Regions from separate parts of the Mus musculus genome. Here all the other regions are linked to region 1. The links are chromatin contacts, called in public HiCAR-type and promoter capture Hi-C maps. All regions are on one chromosome and are shown on one strand. The core of a region is the stretch at or near the end of the contact, and the rest is flanking DNA. Distances in the headings are between cores, read along the strand shown. Region 1 holds the start of Ap1s1 (adaptor protein complex AP-1, sigma 1). Region 2 holds the start of Pdgfa (platelet derived growth factor, alpha). Region 3 holds the start of Mlxipl (MLX interacting protein-like). Region 4 holds the start of Nsun5 (NOL1/NOP2/Sun domain family, member 5). Region 5 holds the start of Pom121 (nuclear pore membrane protein 121). Region 6 holds the start of Zfp68 (zinc finger protein 68). Region 7 holds the start of Hip1 (huntingtin interacting protein 1).

Region 1 (3,779 bases), core at 514-3,013:
ATTCTTTTTACAGTCACATTTACCTATGCTTTAAACTGTTCGGTTTCAATTTCACCACACGCTGGTTTTTTGGTTTTTTTTGTTTTTTGTTTGTTTGTTTGTTTTTTTTGTTTCTTTGGCTTTTCGAGACAGGATTTCTCTGTGTAGCCCTGGCTGTCCTGGAACTCACTCTGTAGACCAGGCTGGCCTCGAACTCAGAAATCCACCTGCCTCTGCCTCCTGAGTGCTGGGATTAAAGGAGTGCATCACCAATGCCCAGCTCCCACTGCTCTCTTTACATAGCCTAGTCTGGCCTTGAACCCTCTTGACCAGTCCTCTTGCCTCTGCCTCCCCAGGGACCAGATTACAGGCATGTGCACAATAATGCCTGGCTAAATTGTTTTGTTGCTCAACGATTTTTTTTTTTGACATTGTGTCTCAGTCCATAAAATGAACTAGCTATGTAGTCAAGAGTCATTTTGAACTCTTGATCTTAGTACATCTGCTTGTACCTTCCAAATAATCACATAATAGGTGTATACCAGCACATCCAGTTTGGTACACACACACACACACACACACACACACACACACACACACACACACACACACATATTCCTCCATAGCCCCAAAACTGGTCATGACCTCTTGCTCTTCCTGCCTCAGCCTCTGCAGGGCTGGGATTGTGACTTGCCTCACCACACCCAGTTCTGGAATCCCACTCTTGCTTGCTTGACAGAGCCACACTGTGTAGTCTAGGCTGGCTGTAGCCTTCTGGCTATGGGGATTACACCACACCCCTTTAATACTATAAGATTCTCTTCATTTCTTCCCCTTTCTCCTTAATTTACAATTTCCTCCCATTCTTTATATTCCTGTTACAGTATTCCCATTTTCAACAATTTTTTTATCCCTGATTTTTATCCCTGGTTTAGTTTTTTTTTAAGATTACATTTTACAAGTGTATTTTGTGTTGCCTGTGACCATGTCTGTCTGTCTGTGTGTGTGTGTATATATGTGTGTGTGTGTGTGTGTGTGTGTGTGGTGTATACAAGCTAGGGTGCTTGCTTATACAGAGGTCAGAGGACAATTTGCAGGAGTCAGTTCTTTCTTTCCACCTTGTGGGTTTGGGGAAACATCTTTACAATCCGAACCATCATATCTGCACTGTTTTGTGTCACTTTTGTTGTTGTTGTTGTTGTTGGAGACAGGCTCTCTGTGGCCTTGGGTGGTCAAGACCGTGCCATGTAGCTGCAGCTGAACTCCTGTCTCTGCCTTCCAAGTGTAGAGATCACAGGATACACCACCACACCTGCCTTGTTTGCTTTGGGGACAGGATCTTGCTTGCTCTGGAACCCTGAGCTGTCCTTGAACTCTTTATTCTCCTAGCCTACCGGTCTCTATTTCCCTCATCCTGCCCATCACCACCCTCTGACTGATGTTTTCCACATCATTCCTCCCAACTTCTTCATCAGCTCCAAAGATCGTGCATACACCTCTCACCCTTTTCCCGCCTTTTTCCCCCACAAATGCTCCAAAGCTCGAAGTCCTCATTGTCCTCTACCCCCTCCCTTCCCATCCTCCAATCAACCCACCAAGACAGCCCTGTTACCATGACGACCAGGCTTTTGCAAAACTGAAGTCAAGGACCTGGTTGCCATGGTTTCCGCTTCTCCGCCTCCAGCCCCGCCTGCGCGCCGGATGAGATGGGGGTGGGTCGCTGCAGCGTTGGCGCCTGCGCAATGCGTCCGTGCTTGGAGCCGGCGAGGCCTTGGGGCGGGGCTTCAAGCGGAGAGGGAGGGAAAAGAAAAGAATCCGACTGGGAGTGGAGCTGGCTTCTACGGTGGCCGGAGAGGGACGCACCGGGCTGGAGGCTGCAGGATGGTAGGCTGTGAGGAGAGGGAGGGGACGGGGACCCGAGGGGCGTGGGCTGTACCTGCAGGGGTCCGGAGGGGGGCTGCCCTTTGTGGGAGTCGCCCTGTCTTCCCTGTGGTCCGCAAAGGATCCACTTCCTGGAGCTGCTGGAGAGAGCTGACCTCGGAAGCTGGAAATGGCACTAGGGACAGGGGTTGGGAGGAGTCTTGCTGGTTAGGAGAGAGGGGACTAGAGCTGAATGGTGGCGGGACTGTCCCGAGCCTGGAGAAGCGCTCGGGACTCTGGGAATCTTTAAGACCCTCCCAGGCACTGCCGCAGGGAAGGCACGAGGTTGGGGCGCCGGGGTCACTCGGGATGGTTGCAGGTCGCCGAAACCCCTTCCCTTGAGGCCCACACTGGAGCATGGCCCATGGAGAGCTCGGTGTGGGAGGGAACAGTTTCCGGGTCTCTGGAGTGAACCTCCTGTCTCGCTTCCTTGACAGCTCACCCGGAGTTCTGGCTCAGGTGGGCTCTAGGGTTTGCCGTCGGGGACCTAGGCTCTGGAAGACTCCCTACTTTGGCAATCCCAGCTCTCCACCCTCTCCGGGGCATTTTCTTTTCCGGAACCCAGGCCTTCCTGCTGTAGCTGTCACCTCCTTTTCTTAACTACACAGGACTCCCTCAGTTCTTCACCTTCCCTATCCCCCCCACCAACAGTACTTACTTCTAGCTTCTGGGGTGTTGTTTTCTTTTAACTTAACCTGCTAAACTGGAAGTGTGGGACACACACAGATATCCCAACCCGGGCCATGTTCTCAGAGCTGTTTGCTGGGAATTGAGTTCAGGATATGGAATGAGGAACCTCTGCAACTGGTAATAAAACTAGGGCCATGCGGGAAGCAGTGAGGACTCTGCTTGCTAGTTATTCCACAGACATTCCCTAGGAGAGCCCTCCAGGGTGACTATGCCCCTGTCTGAGGGACCCAGTGATCAGTCACCTGATGTCTCAGAAGAAAGGTCAGGCCTTAGAGTGCACACCTGTAACCTGGTACTCAGAGGTAAGAAAAAGGGAGATCAGAAAACCAAGGGCAGCCTTCGCTACTTAGGGAATTGAGATCAGCCTGTGCTACATGAAACATTGTCTCACAAAAGAAAGACAGAAAAGAGGGCCAGAGAGACGGCTCAGCTTGTCCGGGTGGCTGATAACCTGAGGTCATTCCCAGGAGCCATGTGGTGGAAGGAGGGGACTGACTCCTCCTCTGACCTCTGCATGTAAGTGATGGCACGTGGGTGCCCCACACATACGTGTAAAAGAATATAAAAGAACGCTTTAAAGAAACTGGAAGCCGAGCGTGGTGGCACACACCTTTAATCCCAGGACTAGGGAGGCAGAGGCAGGCAGATCTCTGAGTTCGAGGCCAGCCTGGTCTACAAAGTGAGTTCCAGGACAGCCAGGGCTACACAGAGAAACCTTGTCTAAAAAAAAAAAAAGCTGGGAAGAGAGGCAGTATGTGGAACTAAATGTGTGGATGGTGGAGAAAAATGGAGGGTAAAATCTGAATATTTCTGCCAAGCACAGTTCTATTTATATACACTACTCAGGGAAGAGTATCGACAGGTATGGGACTGACGAGAGGCCATATTGAGTCAGAGGCATCTGAAGGTTTATGGCAGGATCGGGTAGGGCGTCTGTGAGACATGGCGTCTAGAAGAACACACAGAGAACTGTTGTCTGTTGGCCTCAGCTTATCATGAGGCTAGGCATCTTCTCCATGGAAAACAGGGTTAGGAAACAGAAGGTCAGGGGAAAATAGCAGCACCTAGCATGTTACAAGTCCTACTGTGTGTCAGGCACCCTCATAAATGAACAAACCCACTATGTAGACACATGCGCACATACACAGAATTAAAACTAATAAAAATGTGCTGGAGAGATGGCTCAGTAG
Region 2 (3,779 bases), core at 350-2,849, 1.9 Mb before region 1:
ACTTCTGTCCGCATGTGCCTTCCCCGCCACCCGTCTGTACTGTGCCTTGGCCGGAGGTGGCGCTCTGCGCTGCCTTGGATCCCAAGGTAGAACCCAGGAGTTCCTCACCAGCCGCTTCTTTTCTATCTTTCCTTCTATCCCTCCAGCTCCCCATTCAGGGTTCGGCTAGGCCTTCGGCCAGGGGCTAAGGATCTGGAGGGTGCAGGGTGTCAAGGTGGCGATGAGGCAGGAGGCAGCCTCCTCCCCGACCCTAGCCTCGCTTCCACCTCCACACAAGAGTGCAAGTTCCTCAATCAGGTGTCCCAGGCTTTGGCTCTGGGGCGCGGGCGCGTGGCAGCCGTCAGGTGAGTGCCCTAGACGCGCCCCTAAACCCGCCCCGCCTCTCCGCAAAGACTCACTCCCCCTCCTTTTATGGAGAGGGGAAGGCTGGAGCACTGGATCCTTACAGTGGGAAGCGGCCCGAGCGCCGGGCGGGGGCCAAGCCGACTCTCATGCCCTTTTTGGCGCAGCAGCTCTGGGCGCTGCCCTTTACTGCCGCTGGGGCCCGAGAGAGAGGCGAGCCAGAGACGGCCGTGCTTCTGCAGCGGCCTCCTCCCCTCCCCGCCCGGTGCCGCAGGATTGCAGCTGGCACTGAAGGGTGGGCAAGCTCGAGGGAGGGGCGCTCCGGGAGCCCGGGCGCCTGTGGGCTCCGAGCCGCGGGCGCCGAGCTTGGATGGATGTAGCTGCCTGCGTGAGCGCGTGTGTGGCCACTGCAGTGGCGGTGGCGGCCGGGCCCGATCTGGCCCGCGAGACCCCTGAGCGCTTCCGAGGTGCGGGTCCCGGGCCCGGAATCCGGGGGAGGCGGGGGGCGGGGGAGGGGGAGGGGCGCGGTGGCGGCGCTATAACCCCCTCCCTGTCGCCGGCCGGCTCCACACGCGCGTCCTGCGGAGCCCGCTCAACTCCTGGAGCCCGGCCTGCCTGCGCCTTCTTCTCCACCTCCTCCTCTGGTCTTCCCGCGGCTGCTGCTGCGGCGGCAGCGGCGCCAGCTCGGCCCTCCGCCCGCCCTCCGGCCCGCGCGGGCGGCGTAGCGAGGCCCCGGGCGGGTAGGCTGCTGCCAGGCGGCGCGGCCGCGGGAGCTGCCCGGCCCCGGCGGGCGGAGGGCGGAGCGCCGCGCCGTAGCCGAGGGCGCGCCGCGGAGGGGCGCACGCAGGCCGCCGGGCCGCGCCGTGCTGGGCCGCGCCGTGCCCGGCCCGGGGCGGCAGCGGCGAGAGGAAGGCCCGGGGACAGGCTCTCCGGACTGCCCGGAGCCCTCAGGGAGAGGCGAGGCGGTAGCTGGTACCGGGCCGAGAGTCCAGACAGGTGATCGGTGGTGCGGCGGGAGCTGCAGCCACGCTCCGCGGTCCCCTCCCGGGGCTGACGGCAGCAAATATGCGGATTTACCGGCCGGGTCGCTCCTAAAGCCAGCGACGGGGAGCGAGCGCGGCGGCGGCCAGCACGGGGAACGCACCAAGGAAGAAGCCCAGCCCCCGCCCTCCGCCCCTTCCGTCCCCACCCCCTACCCGGCGGCCCAGGAGGCTCCCGGAGCGACTCTGTTCCTCCTCCTCCTCCTCGCTGGCTTTGCACTCGCTGCTCGCGCCGAGCGCGCTCCGCAGGCTCCCTGCTCTCCGCGCCACCCTCCTCCGGGCCGCGCTCCCTGAGGGATGGTACTGAATTTCGCCGCCACAGGAGCCCGGCTGGAGCGCCCGCCCCGCGGCCTCGCCTCCCTGCCGAGCTTCCAGCGCCTCGGGACGCGATGAGGACCTGGGCTTGCCTGCTGCTCCTCGGCTGCGGATACCTCGCCCATGCCCTGGCCGAGGTGGGTGCCACCCCCGCGCCTCTGTCCCCTCTCGGCTCCCTCGGCGCACGCCCCTCTCGGCTACCTGTTTCAAGCTCTGCAAAGAGCATTTTGGTTTTGTCAGGGTGGTGTAATTTTTTTTTTAATCCCAACTGGGTTCTATTTTCTGCCATGCCCAAGTGTGTCTGGTGAGTTTCCAGCGCGTTGCGTCGCTCCGCCTTGGAGGGGGACGGGGGAGCCGCGAGGTGAACCCGTGGGTAGAAACTTCGGGGGGCTGTGGGTGCCTTTCCAGAAGGGGCAGCCCAAACGCAGCGGACAATGCAGTAACGGGGTGCGGGAAGCGGGAAAGGGGGTGTGTGTAAACTGACCGTGCTCTGGGAGGGGACTAGGGCGGGCAGTAAGCAGGTAGAGGAGGGTGCGGCCGTAGCCTGGGACTGGGAAGGGTGGGCAGCGCCCAGCCGCAGTCCCCAGTTCTCGGTCCCCAAACCCAGTCCGACGCAGGGCTGGAGCAGTCTCCGCCCGCCCAGGCCTGCTTACAGGTGGCTGAACGAGGCAGCTGGGGCCGGGCCAGGCGCCCGCGCCCTCCCACCGCCACCCTCCCCCCCACCCCCATTCCCCGGGAGCTTTGCCGTGATGAATGACTTTCCACAGCCCCTGTCGTGGGAACTTCGTGGTTGAGTCCTCCAGCGACCCTGACTCCCTTTTAAAAACCGGGACGGAGAGTGGGGGAGGCTGAACGGTGGGGGTGGTCTGGGCAGGGACCGGAGAGGCGCGAGGTGGATATTTAACCCCTTGCGTTCCCTGCAGCCTCTCTAAGCCCCGATGGATTTGGGCGTCCTAGTCGGCGCTAGGGCCGTGACTGGGCCTGAGCCGGGTGGGGCGACCCGGCGCGCGTGCTTGTAGGGGGTGGGGTGGGGGGAGAGGGAAGACCCTCTCCCCTGCGGGCTCAGCTCAGGATTCCCGGAGTGAAATTGAACCCTTCGGCTAGATTAAAGTGTTGAGGCTGCTGTGACTCCAGTCGTGGATGCGTGACGCATTTCGACCCTCTCTGTTTCTACATGTGGATTTAGCTATTAAACCAGAAACTCTTCGGGCCCCTGGCTGCCCCCAGACACCCTGGGGAGGCCAGAGCGCGGGTGATTTTTGTCTGAACATGTCAAGGCATTGTTGGGGTATTTTTATCAAGGTCAGACAGATAGGAACAGTGTGGAGGATTTAGGGGGTCCCATCTAGCCCCAGCCGATCCTCTGGCTCTAGGGCCTAACGAGGGTCCGGCCGGGCTGTGTGGCCCCTGGGGCTGGGCTGGAACCCTTGGGCGCGTCCTGACGGTGTGGTCTGCTTGCAGGAAGCCGAGATACCCCGGGAGTTGATCGAGCGGCTGGCTCGAAGTCAGATCCACAGCATCCGGGACCTCCAGCGACTCTTGGAGATAGACTCCGTAGGTAAATCGCGCCCCTGCCCTGCCCTGGCTGAGAGGAGGGCGCGGGCGGCGGGGCGGGCCGGCTGCGCGAGGAACCGTACCCTGCGCGCTCCGCCGGGCCGGGCGCTGCGCAGGAGCGCACCGAAAGGTCAGACTCCACTCGCCGGCCATAAACGCCCAGGCGTATGAGTCAGGCGTTTCTCTTGTAGTTGCCACTTTCTCTCCCAGCGGCAGCGGAGGGTTGCTTCGCTCACCCAGGGGTTGTTTTAAGTGAAACGCAGCGGGTGTGTCACTGAAAGTTCAGTTTTAGAGTGTGCCGAAAACTGCCAGGTATGCGGGTCAACAGCTGCTTCTGGCCCGGGAGCGCGGGAGCCGGCCCGGAGGGAGCGTGGCTGTGGCTAGTCTTCTCCTGGCCAGGGCCCCCAGAGTGCTTGAGGAGCTGGTCGGTCCGGGCCTTTTGTAAACTCCACTCCCTGGTGCCTTGATCGCCTGGGGCTGGGTCCCATAGGTGGGCGCAGGAGGCCGATGTTTTTTTCTCCACACCAT
Region 3 (3,779 bases), core at 429-2,928, 1.9 Mb after region 1:
TCCTTTAATCGGAAGTCTTTGATAATTAAAGCACTGCCCCAGTGTGAGCTGCTTCTGGTGTTCTGAGACCTTAGATGGCCCCTTCCCAGGCAGTCTCATGATGTCCAAGGGCGGGGGAGGGGCAACGGGACAGGGAATTTGAACTTTCCACATTGGTCTCAGCGCCCTGAACTATCAGGTTGCAACATGACCTGGGCTTGAGGCCAGAACTTGTGGGCCAAGGTTACTCTGCCTCCAGCCAATGGGGTCGCGTGGCTCTGCCGCCACGAGGTGGGCCACGCTCTTCCGCAATTCCCACCCCAGCTCCAGGTCCCCTGTGGGGCTGCAGGTGCCGGTCTACAGCCAGCGGTTCTACGAAGGGGAGGAGGCTCGCTGAAGAAGCGTGATATTTACAGAGAAGAAAGATCAAGGCCGGCCGATCCCCCTTTCTCTCCTACTGTTTTCGGTTGATAATTTATCCTCTTCCCACTGCTCCCGGGAACTTTGCTCCAGGGCACTGGGCCAAGACCCCAGTTCGCGCCCTCCTCGGGGACACATAGGTGGGGCTGAAGCTGGGTGCGGCCCCGGAGGTCTGAGCCGTAGTTACAGGGTTCCTGGCTGCCTTGCAGCCTCTTACCGGGTTCGGGGAGACCAGGTTTTCCCTACCCGACCTAGGGTGGACTGCAGCACCCTCTGCTGGCTCTGGGCAGGTGCTGGGCACCGTCTTCCCGCCAACCTTGACGTAGCGTTCTAAATCAGACACGGTGGCTCATGCCTGTAATCCCCGTATTTGGGAGGCCGAGATGGGAGTCCAGCCTGGGCTACCTAGCTCAATGCCAGCCTGAACTTTAGAGTGAGACTCTGGCTCACCAAACTAAATCAAGCCAAAATAAATGGTGTCTGGGCAAGTGAGCAAGAAACTGTTTCCATGTAAGTGGACACTGCCTATGAGGGCGACCACGGGATAACTGCAGCGTGCAGGGAAGAGTGGGACTTTGCAGGGACTGCTGAGGATGAACGAAACAGTCCAGGCATACCACGAGTGGAGGGAGGCAGTGGACGGGATGGGTTATAGTCTGAGGAGTGTGAAAGACACCTGGCATTTAAGTGCAAAAGCAGAAGAATCAAAGAGCGGGGGCCCAACCGTAGAAGGCCCTGCAAAGGTGGAGACAAAGGTGGAGGACAGGACAGTGGCGCCACAAGCAAGTGATGGGACACAAATGATTCATGAGGGTCCGTGGGTTGCGCAGGACCAGGCGAGGAAGATAATGCCTAAGTTGTGTCCAGCGTCCCCCGTAGCAGTTTGGGACAGGAGCCCCAGTGCGCGGTCCCACCACGGAAAGCTGGGACTCAGGCTCCCCGGTCCGCCCTCACCTGTAAGCCAGGCTCAAGCACTCGAAGAGGTGGGTGAGTGTCGGATCGATGCTGCGCGGCCCGAAGTCGGCGAGCCCCACGGGCCCCTCCTGGTCGCGTCGCCGGGTCAGCGAGTCGCTGTGCGGCGAAGACACCATGAAGTGTCCGCTGTGGATGACCTGTGATCGATGCAGGCCACCCGCGCTGCGCCGGGGACTCGGATCCTCCAAGTCCGTATCCGAGTCCGAGTCCGGGCTAGGGACGACCCGGGGGACCTGCAAGTTCACGGATAGATCCGCCAGCGCGCGCGCCATGGCCACTATTGTCGCCAACTCTCGGGCGCTCTGGAGAGCGCTTAACGTAGCCAGCTGCGCCTAATTACCATGGCCACGCCCCTGTTCTCCTGATAGGTCCTTGTGGTGGGCGTGGCCCTTAGTTGGCAGGTGATGTTTAAATTAGCATAACCAGTGAGCGTGGTGTGAAACCACTGATCCTGGAGCTTTGGCGGTGCTTCGCCTTTCTTTCTGTTGAGAGCACTTTTTAGTCTCTACTTTTCAGGTTTCAGAAAGTCTGGCTGGGGCTGGGACTGGGCTGGGGCTGGCTAGCGTGCACAAAGCCTTGGGTTCGATCCTCCGAACCACAGACACTAGCATGGGGGTGATTCTGTAAGTGTAACACTCGGGAGGTGGAGACAGACAGACAGATAGACAGACAGACAGACAGGAAAGAAATAAAGAAAGAAAGAAAGAAAGAAAGAGAGAGAGAGAGAGAGAGAGAAAGAAAGAGACAAAAAAAAAAATCCCAAACAACAAACAAGACCGCTAGCCGGTAAAAGCCTTTGCCACCAGGCTTGAGGACAAGAGTTCAAACCCTAGGACCCACATGTTGGAAGAAAATACTCGATTTTTAAAATTTGACCTCTGAGATCCATATGTATTCCTAGACACATAAACACTAGATAGATAGATGGAGAGAGAGAGAGAGATAGGATAGATAGATAGATAGATAGATAGATAGATAAGATAGATAGATGGATAACCAGAAATTCAGGGTCATCCTCTGCTTCATAGTGAGTTCAGTAAATCGCTTGCCTGCCTTCTTCACTTTCCCAGGGTCCTGTGCGGTTGAACCCCAATGCTTGCTTGTACCCAGGCGCTCTTATGATTGTCCTATGCCTCTACAGCAAAGTTCAGAAGTGGACTCTAAGAGTTCACCTTCTCTAGATCACCTCCCTGCACTCGGGCTTTCTCCTCGGGAAGTTCTCTCACCAGCCCTGAAGCCTAGCTTCTTTCTGTTCCTGCTTTTCTTCCTTTCCTTTTTTCTTTCTTTCTTTCTTTTTCTATTTTTGTTTTGTTGTTTTTCTAGGTAGGGTTTCTCTGTGTACTCCAGGCTGTCCTAGAACTCATTCTGTAGACCAGGCTGGCCTGGAACTCAGAGATCTGCCTGCCCCTGCCTTGGGAGCACGGGGATTAAATGCACGCACCTCCACCACCACCCAGAGATATGGAACTTTCCATGGAGAGTAGAATTTAAATTTTATGGTCTTCTTGTCTCTGCTTCCACAGCGATGGGAGTTTTATAGACAAGCTTATCTTTCTAGATATTGCTGAGGTCCTCAAAGACTTTCTCGGGGCCTGGGAGACAGAATGGAGATGCAGATGAAGCTGTTTGGAGAGCAACCGATGGTTGGGGGGTGAGATGAAGTAGAGTCACCCTCCATCCTTCCACCCCACTCAGACATAGCTAACCTTTCCACTGGGACAGGAGGCTTGGGGAACACTGCTGGGGAAGCTAGGGGTCCCTAAAGCAATTTTTCAACCACATCTAGACATCTAGATCAGGCTTTGAGATGTTTGGCTTTGTTGTCATTCCGGTGTGGTGTGCCTCAGACAAGAGTTTGTTTGTTTGTGCCCTGCTGGGGATTGAACCCAGGATTTTGCTGAGGTTATGCCAGGGCTATGCAAAGAGAAACCCTGTCTTGTAAAAAAAAAAAAAAACAAAAAAACAAAAACAAAGGAACAAAAAAAAAAACACCAAACCAAACCAAACAACAAACAAACAAACAAAAATCACCACCACAACCCCAACGCCCACTCCCAACAACAACAACAACAGGAAATAGTTTCCAGTCTCAGGCCGGGCCTGTAGTTCAGTTGGTAGAGAACTTGCCCAGCATTTAGGAAGCTGTGGGTTCTATCCCCAACTCTGCCTAAACCAGGTGTGGCATTGCATGCTTGTAATCTCAGCTCCAGAAAGATAGAGGCAGAGGATCAGAGTCCAAAGTCATGCTTGGCTACATAGCAAGTTTGAGGCTAGCCTGGGCTACATAGTGAGACACCCCCCCCCACCTCCACCATCCCTCCAAAATAAAACACAGCCTGTGAGATGGCTCAGTGGGTGAGGGTGCTTGCTGCCAAGCCTGATGACCAATCCTTGGACCCCACATG
Region 4 (3,779 bases), core at 475-2,974, 1.7 Mb after region 1:
ACTCCTACTTCCTTGAGAACCTGGACACAGAGGAAAATGAAGGCACCCGGGCACGATGTTCAGCTCTTACCTGGAAGCCCGACCCTGGTAGGAGAAACCTTGTCTCTTGAAATAATCGATTGCATCCTCAGGGCGGGTCTTGAGCGTGTTCACACGCACGAACCGTGGTACCTGGTAGGCTAGAAGTCACAGTGGTCAAGTGGGGAGGGAGGTGAGCCTTCTGAGGGTCACTCCCCTCCCGCCCCTCAGCCTCCAAGTCACCTTGGCCAGGTCTGGAGCTCTCTTGCAACAGGTCCTCATTTCGGCTCACACCCCGATGAACCTTGAGTCGGGCCAGCTCAGCCTTGAGCCTTGCCTGGTGCCGGCCCAGCAGAGCCTTCCATCGGCCTCCACCCCCTCGAAACCCCTTCCCCAGCAATAATTCATACACTAGCACCTGGACAGGAAAAAACACAAAACTATTAACACCATAAAACCCTCCAGTGGGAGAAGTAGGTACCTGTCCAGATGGTCATGTCAATAGAGTTCTCTTGCCCAAGATCACAAAAGAAATTAATGGCATGATGTTAGGGCAAATGTCCATAATGCCAGCAACATCAGATGCATAAGCAAGAAAACTACAAGCTAACTGGGTAATGGTGCCTTTAATCCCAGCACTCAAGAGGCAGAGACAAGCGGTTCTCTGTAAGTTCGAGGTCAGCCTGATCTACAGAGTGAGTTCCAGAACAGCCTGGGTGACACAGAGAAAGCCTGTCTCTAAAGACCGAAGAGGACGAAAGGGGGAGAAGGAAGAGGAGGCAACGGAGGCGGTGGCTCAGCAGTAGGGTAGGAAGCTTGCTTAGTATCCACCAGAGAAGAAATAGGGATTGCAGCTCAGCAATAAGCACCTGCCTAGAATCCCCCAGTGAGGGGCTGGGGGTACTGCTCAAAAATAGAGCATCTGTCTAGTGATGCTGTCCAATGAGGTGTTGTGGGTGTGACTCAGTGGGAGAACTCTTCTATGGCTTGTTGGAGACTCTGGGTTCAATCTCCCAGCATTACAAAAAGACAGGCATCCAGGCAGGCGGGTAAAGAGACGAGAGCAAATGCCATCTGCAAACCCCGTGTCCTGCCCCATGCCTGAAGCTCCCCCTCCCCACCCTACCCCACCCCCCAGGTCGCCAGCAGAGCTCTGGACCCCGACCGACCTTGCCATCATCACCCTGTCCGGTAGGTAGCCTCAGCCACTACTAGTTTGCACCTTCGTCCTACTTAGCCCTTCCTGCAATGCTCCAAGGGGAGTCACATCTGACCCAGCTCAACTGGGACCCCAGAAAGAAGTGTGAGAGCCACGCACGGGTAACAGCCTCTGGCCGCCGCTCACCTTGGCAAGGTGCGGTCTCAGCTTCTTCTCGGCGCGAAGGAGCCCAGCACTGGCGATGACAGCGTCCAGCACGGCCGAGTAGCGCTGCGTCTCGCACACCAGAGCGTACAACTGCTTCAGGTTCTGTGCGACACAGGGGACACCCGCTGCACCCCACGCGGGCCTCGCCTCGCCTCGCCCTCCCGCCCGGACAAGCCCCGCTCCCCAGCCCGGCTTGCCAGCCCCCGGCCTCACTACCTGGAAGTTGCTGGAATACACCAACCCCTTGAGGGAGCCCTGGCGGCTTTCCACGCCGGCCAGCACCGCCGCGGCGGCCGCGTACAGCCCCATGCTCTCCCCGCCTCAAGCGCTCTACGACACTGTCGCAAAACTCGGGCTGGCTTTACGGCCGCCGCAACAATTTGTACAACCGGATTTCCGGAGTCAAAGGGTTCGCTGCTTTCCGTTTTCAGCGTCCAAAAATTAATCTTAGGCTCTAAATCCGAGCGGGCTGGCTCACGCCTTTAATCCTAGCGCGCGGGAAACAGAGGCAGAAGGATCTTTGCGAGTTTAAGGTCAGCTAGGTCTAAGTAGTTACAGGACAGCCAGAGCTACATAATGAGGTCCTGTATGTAGAATGAAAAAAGTCTACTTTCTTTTTAGAATTCAGTGTAGCTATTTTGTAGTTTGTTGTTGTGGATTGGTTTTTTTTTTGTTTGTTTGTTTGTTTTTGTTGTTTTTTTGAGACAGGGTTTCTCTGTGTATCCCCTGGCTGTCTCTGTAGAGACCAGGCTGGCCTCGAACTCAGAAATCCGCCTGCCTCTGCCTCCCAAGTGCTTTTATTAAAGGCGTGCACAACCACGCCAGGCTATTTTGTAGTTTTTAATTTTTTTTTTAAGACTTTGGAACTCAGAAGGCTACGCAGACTCTCCTAGCAGTCCTGTGTCAGCCTCTCCCTGTGACCGGATGAAAGGTTCAGTAATAAAGCACGTGCCTTGATGCCTCCACTGAGAGGTTGGGATGTGGCTCAGTGGTAGAGCCCCTGCCTAGAATCCCCCAGGGAGGGGCTGGGGCGTGGCTCAGTGGTAGAGTCCCTGCCTAGAATCCCCCAGGGAGGGGCTGGGGGCGTGGCTCAGTGGTAGAGCACCTGCCTAGAATCCACTGGTGTGCTTGGAGTTGTTGAACACCCATCTAGTAAATGTGGCTCTCTGGGACCCTAGCGCTGGAAAAAGTAGATTGTTTAAAAAAAAAAAAAAAGTGGGTGTTTAATAGGGCCGACAGACATTGTCCCTCGGAGTAGAGCACTTGCCTAGCATGTGCAAAGCCCTGGGATCAATTCTCAACATTGATGAGGAGGACCAATGATGGGACTCAATCTATATAGAGGGCTTGCCTAACAGGCAGAAAGCCTTTGGTTCCAATCCTTCCACTGTATAAACCGGGCATGATGGTACGCTCCTGATGGCTCACTGGTTAAGAGCACTGTCTGCTTTTCCAAAGGTCCTGAGTTCAATTCCCAGGAACCACATGGTGGTTCACAACCATCTATAAGGGGATCTGATGCCCTCTTCTCACATCTTTTAAGAAAAGAAGGAAGGAAAGGAAGAAAGATTGATTTGAGGTCATCTTTGGCTAGCCAATTCACACCAGCCTGGACTACATGAGACAATCAAAATAATGGTAGTTGGGCCTAAGAAAGGTGGCTCAGACCTTAAGAGCACATACTGTTCCCAGACATGTTAGGCAATCAAAACCTTTTGTAATGCCACCTCCAAGGGATTCCATAGTTTCTGACTGTTGGCTTACAGACAATTCTGCTAGGCTCTGCTCAATAGCAACTTAGCAACAGCTTGCGTCATCGGCTGCCACTTATGCGGCTTGCCAGGTACAGCAGCAGTGTTGAAGAGGACTGCTAGTCACTACCCAAGTCTCCTCTCCTTTCACTCTCGCTGTCCCCACGTGTTCCTGGCCCGCCTGTCTCTTCTTCTTTCTGCCCCACCCCCTTCCCTCCCTCTACCCTTTTCCAAGTCCCCACTCTCTTTCCTTTCCCAACAAACTTTATACTAGGCCTATCGCGTGATTCCTCAAGGGGACGCCTTGGCAGCGCCTGCCAGGCACCTTCTTACTCCGGTCATGACACCTCTGTGGGCACAGCACCCGCAAGCATTCACCTACATAAAAATAAGTATTAAAATAGTAGTAGTAATAATTAATGAGAAAAATGTCAAATGCATTGTTTTTAATAGATGTTTGAAGGCCCCAGTGATAACGTTTAAATATGTGAGGAAATGTTTCTGCCCTCTGCTGGACAAGTTGGGAAGCACAGGGCTACTTTATTTTTTATTTATTTTTATTAGATATTTTCTTTATATACATTTCAAATGCTACCCCAAAAAGTTCCCTATACCCTCCTCCCGACCTGCTCCCCTACCCACCC
Region 5 (3,779 bases), core at 858-3,357, 1.7 Mb after region 1:
GGAGCATTCAGTTCTGTTCACTCCCTCTCTGTAGGGAAATGGGGGGGGGGGGAGACTGAAGGAGTAGGCTGGGATTCCCAGCAGACTTGACTCACTTTGCCGTTTTGTTAACAATTTTCTTAAAAAAAAAAAAAAAAAGATTTATTTACTTATGTGAGCACATTGTTGCTGTCTCCAGACACACCAGAAGAGGTCATCAGATCCCATTGCATATGGTTGTGAGCTACTACCATGTGGATGCTGGGAACTGAACTCAGGACCTCTAGAAAAGCAGTCAGTGCTCTTAACCTCTGAGCCATCTCTCTAGCCCTAACTACGATTTTCAAAGGACAAGTACAAGCGTCGGGTAGCCTGGTCGTGTGTCCTTTAGGCAGTGCTTCAGTGAGACCATAAGGCCAGTGGTTCTCAACTTGTGGGTACTGACCCCTCCACCCCAAGACCATCGAGAAAACATCATCTACACTACAAATCATAACGGTAGCAAAATTACACTTAGGAGGTAGCTTTATAGTTTGGGGGTTGGGGGATGTCACCACAACATAAAGAACTGAATAAAACGGTTAAAGCATTAGGAAGGTTGAGAACCACTGCATAAAACCAAGGTGGACAGATAAGGCTGTGTGTGTTTGTGCTTTAATGGATAAGCCTGGGACTGCCCTCTAGTGGCCGATACACAACAAACCCCTACTGGATTACACCTCAGAAACTAAGAATGGCACTGAGCAGGACCACCCTGTTTCTTAACTATCACCAGTGCCCACTGTACTCACTGTCATTTACCAGTTCAGCTAGTTTTATTAACAATATGCATCGTCTCTAAACTCTAATCCCTGCCTCTCCCCGCTTCTCCCTCATCCATCTAGCCTTCCCTCCCCAAGTCTAGTCTTATCTTACTCTTGATTGTGGAGGAATAGCTCTCAGTCTATCATCCTCAAAAAAAGAAGAAACAAACAAAAGGAGGAACGGAGGGAAGGATGGAAAGGGGGGAAATATGGACTGGGAAGATGGTTCCATTGGTACAGGGCTTGCTGAGCAAGCTTGCTTGAGCACAGTAGGAGCCCCTGTAATCCCAAGCACTGAGGTAGGCACAAAAAGATTTTGGGTCTTTTTGGCCAGCCAGCCTAGCCAGGTTGGTGAGCTCTGGGTTTAGTGAGAGACCCTGTGTCAAAGAATAATGTGCAGTGTAATTGAGAAAGACTTGCTGGGCGGTGGTGGTGCACGCCTTTAATCCCAGCACTTGGGAGGCAGAGGCAGGTGGATTTCTGAGTTCCAGGCCAGCCTGGTCTACAGAGTGAGTTCCAGGACAGCCAGGTCTATACAGAGAAACCCTGTCTCGAGAAACAACAACAAAGAAAAGAAAAAAAGGAGATTGAAAGACACTTGCCGTTGACCCTCAACCTCCACGCAAGTGTAAGATGTGATGGTGTGAATGTAATCCCAGCATACATTCAAGCAAAACACACATTTTAAAAAATTATTTTGAGACAGGGTCTCACTGTGTTGCTCCAGCAGGCCTGGAACTGACCTCGCTGCGATAAACAGTGAGCCTCCACACAGGGCCTGATTGGCCTTTTCCAATACAGGGTCTGACTGATCGGGTTTTATTTTGTTTTAGACGGGGAGGGTCTCACTAAGTAGCCCAGGTTGACTTAGAACTCGGGATCCTCCTGCCTTCACCTCCCAAATGCCGGGATTACAGGCGCGTGCCACCCATCTCCGTTCTGTGCCTTGATTTCTAACATCACTCCTCTGCAGTCCAGGAGCGTCAGGGAAACCTCCAGCGTCAAAAACCGGGCTGTACTTTTCTTCTTTTCTTTCTTTCTTTTTTTTTTTTTTTAAGTTTTGCTGTTTTGAGACAGGCTTTATGTCTCCATGTCGCGCTGGAACTGTCTTTGTGAACCAGGCTGGACTCAAACTCACGGAACTCCTCTTGCCTCCGCCTCCCGCGTTCTGAGAGGCAAGGCGTGCACCGATCCGCCTACCTAAGCTGTAATTTTTCAAACTAGGGCTCTCGCGCCGTGCTCCGCACGCGGCGGCGGTTTCCCCTTTCCACCCGGCGCGCCGCGTCGACGACAGTGACGTCGGCGGCGGCGCGCGGCGCGGTGTACCCTGGGATATTTAAGTCCGCTCCGCGGCGCGGAGCCGCGATGTCTCCGGCGGCTGCGGCGGCTGACGGAGGCGAGCGGCGGCGGCCCCCGTTGGGCGGACGGGAAGGCCGGAGCCGGGCCCGCGGCTACGGAGGACCGGCGGGTGCTGCGGCCCTCGGCCTAGCGCTGCTCGGCCTCGCGCTCTACCTGGTGCCCGCGGCGGCCGCGCTGGCCTGGCTGGCCGTGGGGGCGAGCGCGGCCTGGTGGGGCCTGAGCCGAGAACCCCGCGGCCCGAGGGCCCTGTCGTCCTTCGTGCGCGACGCGCGCCGTCACCCGCGGCCAGCTCTCACCGCTTCACCGCCTCCGGCCAAGTCACCAGTCAACGGTAGCCTCTGCGAACCCCGCAGCCCGCTGGGAGGCCCCGACCCGGCTGAGCTCTTACTCATGGGCAGCTACCTGGGCAAGCCCGGCCCGCCCGAGCCTGCCCTCCGGCAGGACCCAAGGGAGAGGCCGGGGCGCCGCCCACCCGCACGCTCCCCGCCTCCGGCCTCGGCGGTCCAGCGAGTCCACCACGTCTACCCCGCGCTCCCCACCCCGCTTTTGCGACCCTCCCGGAGGCCGCCCCACCGGTAAGCCCCGGCGATCTTCCCAGGGTGGGGTCTCTGCGGCCGCGGATTTGACGTAGGGCTCAACCTGTAAATCGGATTTAACTCACCTCCCCTTTTTCTTTTCTTTGCCTTTTCCCTTTCTTTTTATCTCTACGCCCTTCCCTCCCTTTTCCCATTACTCTCTTTTCTCTTTATTTTTTTTCTTTTTCTTTTTTTTTTTTTTTAAGAGAGGGTATTTGATGGCATAGGCTGTCTAATCTCAACCCCGTTCTTTGGCTGAGCCTGTCCTTGAACTCATCCTCCTGCCTCGTCTTCTGAGCGAGTTCACTGATAGGATTACAGGTTTGCACCAGGTTGTATGCTGTGCTGGGATAGAACCCACAGCTTCAGTCATAGCAGGCAAGCTTGCCCTCTACCTATTCCCCAGCCTTTGGGTTTTTGTTCCCCCCCCCCCCCCCCCCGGAGACAGGATCTCATGTATCTGAGCTGTCCCTTGAACTCATGAGGGTGACTTTGGATTGCTGACCCTCCTGCCTTCACCTACTAAATGCTGGGATTACCGGTGTGCTCCACTACACTCAACCCGGATTCTGGATAAAAGCATTTTTTTCTTTTTAAATTGCATATTCACAGGGAGATGAGAGGATAGCTTGCTGGAGTCCTTTTTCTCTTTCCACGTGAATTTGAGGTTGATCTTGGGTCTCCAGCTTGGCAGCAAGCTCCTTCACAAGACGTTTCACTGGCCTTGATAAGTCTGCTTAGTTGAGGTGGTGAATACCTGTTAATGTTTGGTTTTTGCTGTGTATTGGTGGTTAGTTGGGGGAAAGGAAAAAAAAAAAAACTATTCCTACACATCCCAACTGCATGTGCTTTTCTTCTGAAGTACCCATGTGGGCAAGGTTTCCAGTTTCCCTCTTAATTTGATGAAGTCTGTGGTAGAGACAGCCATTAAGCAACTGATATTTTCTGCCTTTGGATGAAATGGGAGAAATGTGCCAAAAAATGCTACGTTCTCTGCTGCTTAGAGAAATTTAAAGTCTGAGCTGTTAGTGTCATAGAGTGCTTTGTCCAGCATGCACACACC
Region 6 (3,779 bases), core at 691-3,190, 1.6 Mb before region 1:
CAATACTCAGTAAGGACAGCTGGAGGAACCTGACTAAGAGAGCTAACAGGCTGGAGAAATGGCTTAAGAACGTTTAAAGTTCTGTCCTGAGGACCAGAGTTCAAATCCAGCACTCATATCAGGTGACTCAAAACCATCTGTAACTTCAGTTCCAAGGGATCGTATGCTCTCTTCTGGCCTTCGGGGCACCTTCATGTACATGTCTGCATACACTTACACAAACACATATATGTACACACACACACACACACACACACACACACACACACAGAGGCACCAAAGTGACAAAATGAGAAATTGGTAGTGTTTACAGTCATGCAGCAGGAGTTGATCAGGGGCCATCAAGGCAGTCACCTGGGGTTCCTGATTATAATCTTTTCCACCATGAATCTTTTCCTGGCTTCTCCTTCCTAATGCAGGGATTTTTACCACAGTATGAACAATAGTAATGTTTGTTGAAAGTGGTTTATCTTTTAGCGGTTGCTATTGATGCACTGTGCTCAATAGTCTAGCATGCTTGTGTTTTGTTTTGCTTTGTTTTGTCTTTTTTGCTCTCCTTGTTACAGAGCTGGCAAGTCAGCCTGACTCAGGACAGGGAGTTTGGGGAGGAGAACAGGGAGGAGGGCCTTCTTGCTGCCCGAGTCTGCTTTTAAAACACTTGAAATAGCACATGACCGTTTGCTTATGTAATTTGTATTACAGTCACATAAGGTTGGATAACACGCCCTTCATTGTTCGGTAAACCAGCAGTGATTTTCTCTAAAGAAAATACCAGGCAAGACAATACTGATGTCATGACAATACTCAAGGCTCACCAATAGTTGCCTCTAGACCTATAAGCAGACTCAAGGCAAAGCAGGCCCCTAGAGGGGAGGTAGAAAGTATAGTCCTCGAGGAAGTATGCTACACTACAAAGGAGCTTTGTGAGTTTGCTAAGTCATTCAAACAGAAGTCTGTTTTATTTCTGTGAAGAGATACCAAGTCCAGGCTCTTTCTCCTCCTTTCCACGTGTGGATCAGGATGTAGCTCTCAGCTACCACTTCAGCACCAGGTACTTCACCATGCTCCCCACAACTGTGATAACAATAATAACAGACTAACCTCTGAAACTGTCAGCAGCCCCTCCTATCCCCCCTCCCAGTTAAATGCTTTCTTTTATAAGAATTGTCTTGGTCATGGTGTGCACCTTTGTTGTTCAAAATCAAGTGACCGGCCCCGAAATTATAAACATAGAGGAAATGGTAAAAATAACTCATCAGGTTAATATAGAAAAGACCATGAATTTGAGATGGAGAGAGGGAGGGGATATGAAAGGGTTTGGAGGAAGAAGACATGGTAAGAGTTGGAGAGAGGAAAGGAAAGAAAGAAATGATGTAAATATATTTAAAAGAATTTAAAAGAAAAACCCCATATACACCAGTATCACTCAAAGGAAAAAAAAAACTTAATTATTTTCATCACAAAAGGTCACACACTTAAGACAGTATATAATTTTTGCCTTGAATCCTTTTCTAGTACATTTTGGAAAGTCCAGACCGTCACAGCTGTACCAGAAAAAAGGCTCTAGGTAAGCCTGAAATAGAACCCAGATCCTCATTCTTTTGAGCAAACCATGTGACCTAGCTTATTCGCTATAAATTATGGAGGCAGACACTGTACATAGCAAGCTTTGTGTGTGTGTAAAATCACGCCACACGTTTATGTGATTTTAGGTATAGGAATATAAGGAATATGCTGAGTTTCACAAGAAACCCTCTGTCTTAAAATTAGCTGCAGCCAAGAACCTGTCATTCTGAGCTCCTACAGCTGTGCGTTGGCGCCATCTACTGTCACTCAAGGGGCTGGACCCGGAGCCCTGTCCAATCGGAGGCACTGAGTTGAGAAGTGTCCAATCAGACACACAGAGGGAGGGCGGGGGGCGGGCTTTGGCTGTCACCGGTCCTTTGTCTGGGAGCCGCCATCTTGGGCTCGGTGTTCCTGCCCAGGAGCCTCCTGCGCAGCTTTGTTGGCGTAGTGACGCTGTGGGTGCTGGACGATGGTGGGAGGACACCAGCGTCTCGCAGAAGTGGACTTGGTGAGTGTGCGGGTGGTGTCCGGAGGTGATGGCGCGGGAGCTGGGCGCGCTGTTGCGGAACGGGGTCTGCAGTCAGGCCTCGCGGGCGCTCGCGCTGGATCCCCGGGGCTGTGGGACTGCTCGAGCCCGGGCGTCCTGTCCCTCCGGATGCGGTGACTTCAGCGGGCTCTGGGCTACTCTGAGAAGGCTGCTTGGTTCCCGCAGGTTGTGTTGTGTTGGGTTCTTTTCCATTCCGTCTGTGAGGCTTTTTCTACGAGAGTGAGTGTGGCCCACCGGATACTTAGTTTCTCCTTCCTTCTTATGAGCCTGCTGGTTTCCTCTAATTTTTATAGAGGGTTGGGCATCCAGTCTCAAATCCAGAATCCTGAATGCCAGCCCCGCCCCTCCATATTCTTTATAAGCGTTCCCTGCCCCTATATTTACCTTTTTGCCTATTTTCTCAAATACCAACTTCCAGTTTCCATTATGTTAACTGTTATTCATTGTACATTTCAAATATGCAGTATTGTATAATGTAGTTTTTTTTTTCAATTTCTAGAGTACTAGAGAAAAGTACACTCTCAAGAACTTTAAATTTTTTTTTTTCTGTTTGTGAACACATCACGAAAACAGAAAGGAAAACAAATCATTTGACTCCTGAACATTGTGGGAAAAGTCATTGAGTTTTACATGAATGCTCTGTTAATGTGTTTCAGCATGCATATTACCATATAGCAACAAAATGGAATACTTGTTAACTATTTGCATACCAAAGTATCTGAGCATAACAGTTTAGTTTTGTTTTAATGCTGGTCATGTTTACAAATGTCCTCAAAAGTTCGATTGTATTTTAAGTTGTTTATGGGCTCATCCTTGGGGCATCTTTATGCACAGTAGGCCATGTCTGGAATTCAGTTCAATCAAGAACCAACTCATTGCCAAGTTGAGCAAATGATATTATTTAGAAAACATAGGTAAAGACCAAAACACCACAACTTAGTAAGTAGTAGATTATTTTACTTATATGTAAATATGTTTATTTGTGTGATTGTTTGCCATTAGCATGCAGTACCTTGGAGGCCAGAAGAGGGCACTGGACCCACTGCAGCTGCTGTAACAAGTTGTGAGGCATCTGGGAACTGAACTTGGGTCCTCTGGAAGGCTGGCTTTATTAAGAATCAAGTATTCTTAAATACTGAGCCAGTTCTCGAGCCCTAAGATTTTTATATTACCTAAGACTGACTTACAGAGAAGTCAACAAAAGATGATGGTTTAAAAAGTCACGGGTTTGGCCCTGCCCTCACATTGCATACACCTGAAGAACATTAAAGAGTATTCATTTCTAAGTGGGCCAGTATAGCGATTCATATTTCATTGACTCATTGCAACTTGAATTTTGGAGATTTTAAGTCTTTCTGGGGGTTAGGAATGGGAGTTCAGGGTTCTAGAAACATTTTCAATGTGCTACAAGTATTAGTTATATTGCAGGATCAATGTCAAGTGTTTGAGAACAGCTTTGCTTAGTGAAAGGGAAAGAACAAATTCAGGATACTTAGCTGTATCTTTCTCCACATTCCAACAAGACAAAATGCTTTGTAGAATCATGTCTTCGGGTCACTTTCACAGTAAGGTGTTCCATGCACCGTGATTTGTATTTATCTACAGAAATCATAAGTGACCTATAAGTACTAAAAGTGAAGAAAATAATAATTGGTGTGCCTGTGGG
Region 7 (3,779 bases), core at 947-3,446, 1.5 Mb after region 1:
GATTCTAATCTACTTTTGCTCCTACTCCCTCGGACCACTTTCATCTAGGCTTTGTAACTTGGTGCCCACAATGCCACTGTGCCCAGCAAAAGCCTTCTTGGTGCTTGCAAATGCTCACTCCTCTTTTATGCCTCTATCAAATGTGAACTTTCACCCAGGCTTTAATTTAGAAAAAGTCATTGGCCGCTTCGAATTAAACTCCTCTTCTGATGATGGCACAGTAGTGAAAGCCATTGCCGAGCAAGGGTGTGTGTGCACATCGCCACAGTCGGGACCCTAGGCCAGCTGGTTTGTGTGGCCCGCCTAGAAATTCCAGCCTCTGAAGTGGGAGACAGAGACTCTTCAGAGCCAACAGGCTAGTGTGGCTAGCCATATCAACAAACCCTGAGTTCCATGAGACCCTAAGTCAATGCGAGATTCAAGAGTGATGATGACCCCTGACATCGGCCTCAGATCTCCATGTGCACAGGTGCACGAATGTGCTTGCACACGGTGCGACACACCTGCAAACCGCATCTCTTTCAGTGTGGGAGGCTGGGGGGAGGGTGTCTGTGGGTAGTCTGTATACAGGTATATGCCTGTAATCCTAGCATTCAAGAGGCTGAGGCAGGATTTCTGGGAGTTCAAAGCCAATCTCAACTTTTTAGTGAAATATTATCTTTGTGCATGTAGGTGTGCATGTGTGTGCAGTACTGGCTGTCCTGGAACTCACTCTATAGACAAGGCTGGCCTTGAACTCAGAGATCCATCTGCCTCTGCCTCTTGAGTGCTGAGACTAAGGCTGTGGACCATCACCACCCGTCTTGAAACACTGTTTTTAAAGAGCATCCCTGGTGTGACCACTCAGTGGGTAGGTTGCTACACTAAGCCTATCACTCAAGTCAGATCCTGGGGTCCACACGGTAGAGAACAGAATCTAATTTGCTTTCTGACCTCCACAGAGTGCTGCCGTATGAACACAGTCCCACACATACACACAGGTACAAAATGTGTGTAAAACGTTAAAGGAAAGTCAAGCCTAGAGGCCCACGCCTATAATCCTAACAGTTGAATGGAAGAGGCAAGAGGCTCAGGGATTCAAGGGACTCAGCGACATAGTGAGTTTGATATTGTCATTAATTAAAACATTGCCTAGTACAAGTGAGACTTGTACTGGCTTCTATTGCAGAGCTAGATGGATAGCACCATCAAATTGCTTAATGCTTAACGGTGCCACTAGTTCTGTTAGTGAAGAACCTGTAACTTTTTTCTTTGCTGAGGAGCACTTCCCAGTCTGTAGGTGCTCCCAGAACAGGATGGGAGGAGTGGACCCTACCATAGTTGAACAAAGAGCATCTGTTGGGGTTTCTACCGAGATAAGGTGAGAACGAAGCAAAGTTTGGAAAGCTCTGGGGAGATCCTCGCAATCACAGGCCAGTATTTGGGGACCCTCCAGAACGGTCCTCCAGAACGGGCAGAAAGGAATGCACGAGGAGGGGACTTCGAGGACCACTAAGGCCGCCATCGCGGGTCCACACTGACGCAGAGTTCCCCAGCAAGCCGGTGAAGCATGGTGTGCAGCCATGCTTCCCTTGATCTGCCTTTCCATCCCCTCGGGAACTCGTGGCGCCGGCTGGACCGCAGGTCCTACTGCTCAGAAACCCGCAGCAGAGAAGGGCCCAGGAGGTGGCGCTTCGAAGTAGGGTGGAGTCAGCAAGGGCTGGTCTGTGGCAGCCAGGCCCCACCCACTAGCATGACGGACAAGCCTTCAGAGCAATCATAGTGCTTTTATGGTCCTGGGGGGTGGGAACAAAGGAAGAGTGACGGATGTAGGGTGGAGCCAACAAGAAAAGGTTAGGGCAGCCCATCAAGCCAGCCTGTTGACAGATAAGTCTTCAGACCAATGACAGTGCATGTAGAGGCCTGGAAGGCGGTGCATCGATTATGGGGCGGAGCCTAGGGGGCAGGTTAGGACAGCAGCCCACCAGGTCCTGCCCACTAATGATAATGGACAAACCTTCAGACCAGTCATAGTATGCGGACCGCCCTGAGGCGGGCAGCGGGTGAAGTGAGCGGAGCGCCTCCGAAGTGGGAAGAGGGGTGTGGGGAAAAGCCTCTTGGAAACATGGGGTGGGTTCTGAGGGAGATGGACAGCGCTGTCAACCAATGGAAGACGGAATCTGTCCCCGTTAGCGCCGGATCCCCGCGGGTAGGGAGGGGCGGGAGGCTCCGCGGGGATCCCGGGGCGGCCGAGGGCCCCTGACTCTGTTCACCCAGACAACATGGACCGAATGGCCAGCTCCATGAAGCAGGTATCCAACCCGCTGCCCAAAGTGTTGAGCCGCCGCGGAGTTGGTGCTGGGATGGAGGCTGCGGAGCGCGAGAGCTTCGAGCGGACTCAGGTGAGATTCGAGAACCCTGGGGCATCCCTGGGGCACTTGGAGTGATGCAGGGTGCAAGAGAGGCTTGGAAGGGAGTGGGACTTGCAGACTCGGGAAGGAATTAGGCAAGGTGGCTGCGATCGGAATCATTTTGGGGTAGGGAACTAGGCGGGTCCCAGGGAGGTTCGGGATCTACCTGGGCATCTCCACTGGCATAGGGGTCGGGGTGCACTCTGGGGAACTGCAGATTCCTGCGGCTGAGGGGACGGTCTCAGTGAGCACCATCAGGGGTCACAAGGGAGGCTAAAGGGAGTTGAAAGGGGACTGACGGAAGGGTGCTCCTGGATAGGGGAAGCACTTGGAAGTCGCTTGGTTTTTGCCAAGTGTGGGAACGCCAAGGTGGGGGTGTGAAGGGTGGCTCTGGTCGCCTTACTTTAGTATTGACTCTCCCTACACTTCCCAGCATCTCGCTCAACGGTGCCTCTAACTTGGCTCTCAGCAGCCCCAGCTGTTGGCCTCAGAGGCTGGGCCAAAGGGGTCTGAGTGATGGGAAGGACCGTAAGAAATGTGAAGTGTGGTCCAACTTGTAAAATGGCCCGGGGGTTTGGAGGAACGGGGACGCGCAGCCTGGGGTAGGAATTGAGGCGCTTGGATTGTCAGAGCTTTGCGTGCCGGCATAAGCTGTCCAGTGATACTCAGACTCCTGATTTGAGGTTTTGCTTTCACCCTCCAAAATATGCCTGACAGCTAATAAGCAGACCGCCTGCCTTATTTGTCTGGTCTGACCAGGGCAGATGGCCAAAATTCCACCGCAGTTATCAACAAAAAGCCACTATCCAGTTTTACCTCAGGCTTTTATGCATGCTGTATTGATCGGACTGAATCAAGTTGTGAGGCTCGGGGTGTGTAGTCATCAGTTCATCTGTATGTAAAATCTGTTTCTGAGAGTACAACTCCTCGGATCCCACTGCGGATGCCGGGCCGGTAGATTTCTTCTACTCTGGCTCTCCGAGTTCTACTTTGAAGATCTGAGTTGACTTCAGCCAGAGGCAGGTCCCCTGTCGTGTTCTGTGAGTAGGAAAGATGGAAGAGATAGGGAGGGCCTGTGTGTTCTATAAATGGACCTTGCTCGGAAGAAAGCCTTTTCACCCCAGGGGACTTTACACCACCTCTTGTTTCTGAGACCCCTGGGTCCACTTCTTGTGTCTGAGGGGGGAAATGGGGTAGTTGTACCCCGGGAGGGGAAAGAGAGACCACCGTCCACTTACCTCTCAATGTCTATAGAGTTTGGAGCTTTTTAAATTTCTCAGATCTTTTGAACCTTGGGCGTTGTTGCCAAAAAAAAGAAAAAAAGAAAAAAAAGTTTTCATATCCCCCCCCAACCTCTTTTATTTTTAAACTGAAAGAAGAAAATAAACT

What was found. Promoter capture Hi-C pulls out the DNA fragments that hold promoters and counts their contacts. HiCAR-type assays count read pairs that join an accessible place to other places.
Region 2: a contact with region 1 is called in a promoter capture Hi-C map of liver, with 4 times the contacts expected there. The contact joins the promoter of Pdgfa here to the promoter of Ap1s1 in region 1. A contact is called at or near these places in 2 of 39 promoter capture datasets (cranial neural crest and liver).
Region 3: a contact with region 1 is called in a promoter capture Hi-C map of pre-B cells, with 2.2 times the contacts expected there. The contact joins the promoter of Mlxipl here to the promoter of Ap1s1 in region 1.
Region 4: a promoter capture Hi-C map of pre-B cells shows a contact between it and region 1, with 2.3 times the contacts expected there. The contact joins the promoter of Nsun5 here to the promoter of Ap1s1 in region 1. A contact is called at or near these places in 2 of 39 promoter capture datasets (liver and pre-B cells), 1 of 484 Hi-C or Micro-C datasets (B cells) and 1 of 9 other capture datasets (liver).
Region 5: a promoter capture Hi-C map of liver shows a contact between it and region 1, with 5 times the contacts expected there. The contact joins the promoter of Pom121 here to the promoter of Ap1s1 in region 1. A contact is called at or near these places in 3 of 39 promoter capture datasets (liver and pre-B cells).
Region 6: a HiCAR-type map of astrocytes shows a contact between it and region 1, with 4 times the contacts expected there. The contact joins the promoter of Zfp68 here to the promoter of Ap1s1 in region 1. A contact is called at or near these places in 1 of 39 promoter capture datasets (liver) and 1 of 115 datasets of contacts at active chromatin or transcription factors (astrocytes).
Region 7: a promoter capture Hi-C map of liver shows a contact between it and region 1, with 2.4 times the contacts expected there. The contact joins the promoter of Hip1 here to the promoter of Ap1s1 in region 1. A contact is called at or near these places in 3 of 39 promoter capture datasets (liver and pre-B cells) and 1 of 115 datasets of contacts at active chromatin or transcription factors (pancreatic cancer cells).

Annotation. Positions count from the first base shown.
Region 1 is chr5:137,044,092-137,047,870 of GRCm38.p6, reverse strand. Ap1s1 (adaptor protein complex AP-1, sigma 1) reads left to right here and starts at 1,763. Exons shown (of 5, transcript NM_007457.3): 1 at 1,763-1,863. The coding sequence starts at 1,861.
Region 2 is chr5:138,992,764-138,996,542 of GRCm38.p6, reverse strand. Pdgfa (platelet derived growth factor, alpha) reads left to right here and starts at 1,599. Exons shown (of 6, transcript NM_008808.4): 1 at 1,599-1,834; 2 at 3,159-3,255. The coding sequence starts at 1,772.
Region 3 is chr5:135,104,790-135,108,568 of GRCm38.p6, reverse strand. Mlxipl (MLX interacting protein-like) reads right to left here and starts at 1,678. Exons shown (of 17, transcript NM_021455.5): 1 at 1,354-1,678. The coding sequence starts at 1,646.
Region 4 is chr5:135,367,898-135,371,676 of GRCm38.p6, reverse strand. It overlaps Nsun5 (NOL1/NOP2/Sun domain family, member 5), which reads right to left and starts at 1,724. Exons shown (of 10, transcript NM_145414.2): 1 at 1,601-1,724; 2 at 1,364-1,486; 3 at 262-436; 4 at 71-179. The coding sequence starts at 1,693.
Region 5 is chr5:135,392,874-135,396,652 of GRCm38.p6, reverse strand. Pom121 (nuclear pore membrane protein 121) reads left to right here and starts at 2,107. Exons shown (of 13, transcript NM_148932.2): 1 at 2,107-2,716. The coding sequence starts at 2,148.
Region 6 is chr5:138,617,904-138,621,682 of GRCm38.p6, reverse strand. It overlaps Zfp68 (zinc finger protein 68), which reads left to right and starts at 1,940. Exons shown (of 6, transcript NM_013844.2): 1 at 1,940-2,074.
Region 7 is chr5:135,543,539-135,547,317 of GRCm38.p6, reverse strand. Hip1 (huntingtin interacting protein 1) reads left to right here and starts at 2,196. Exons shown (of 31, transcript NM_146001.2): 1 at 2,196-2,381. The coding sequence starts at 2,262.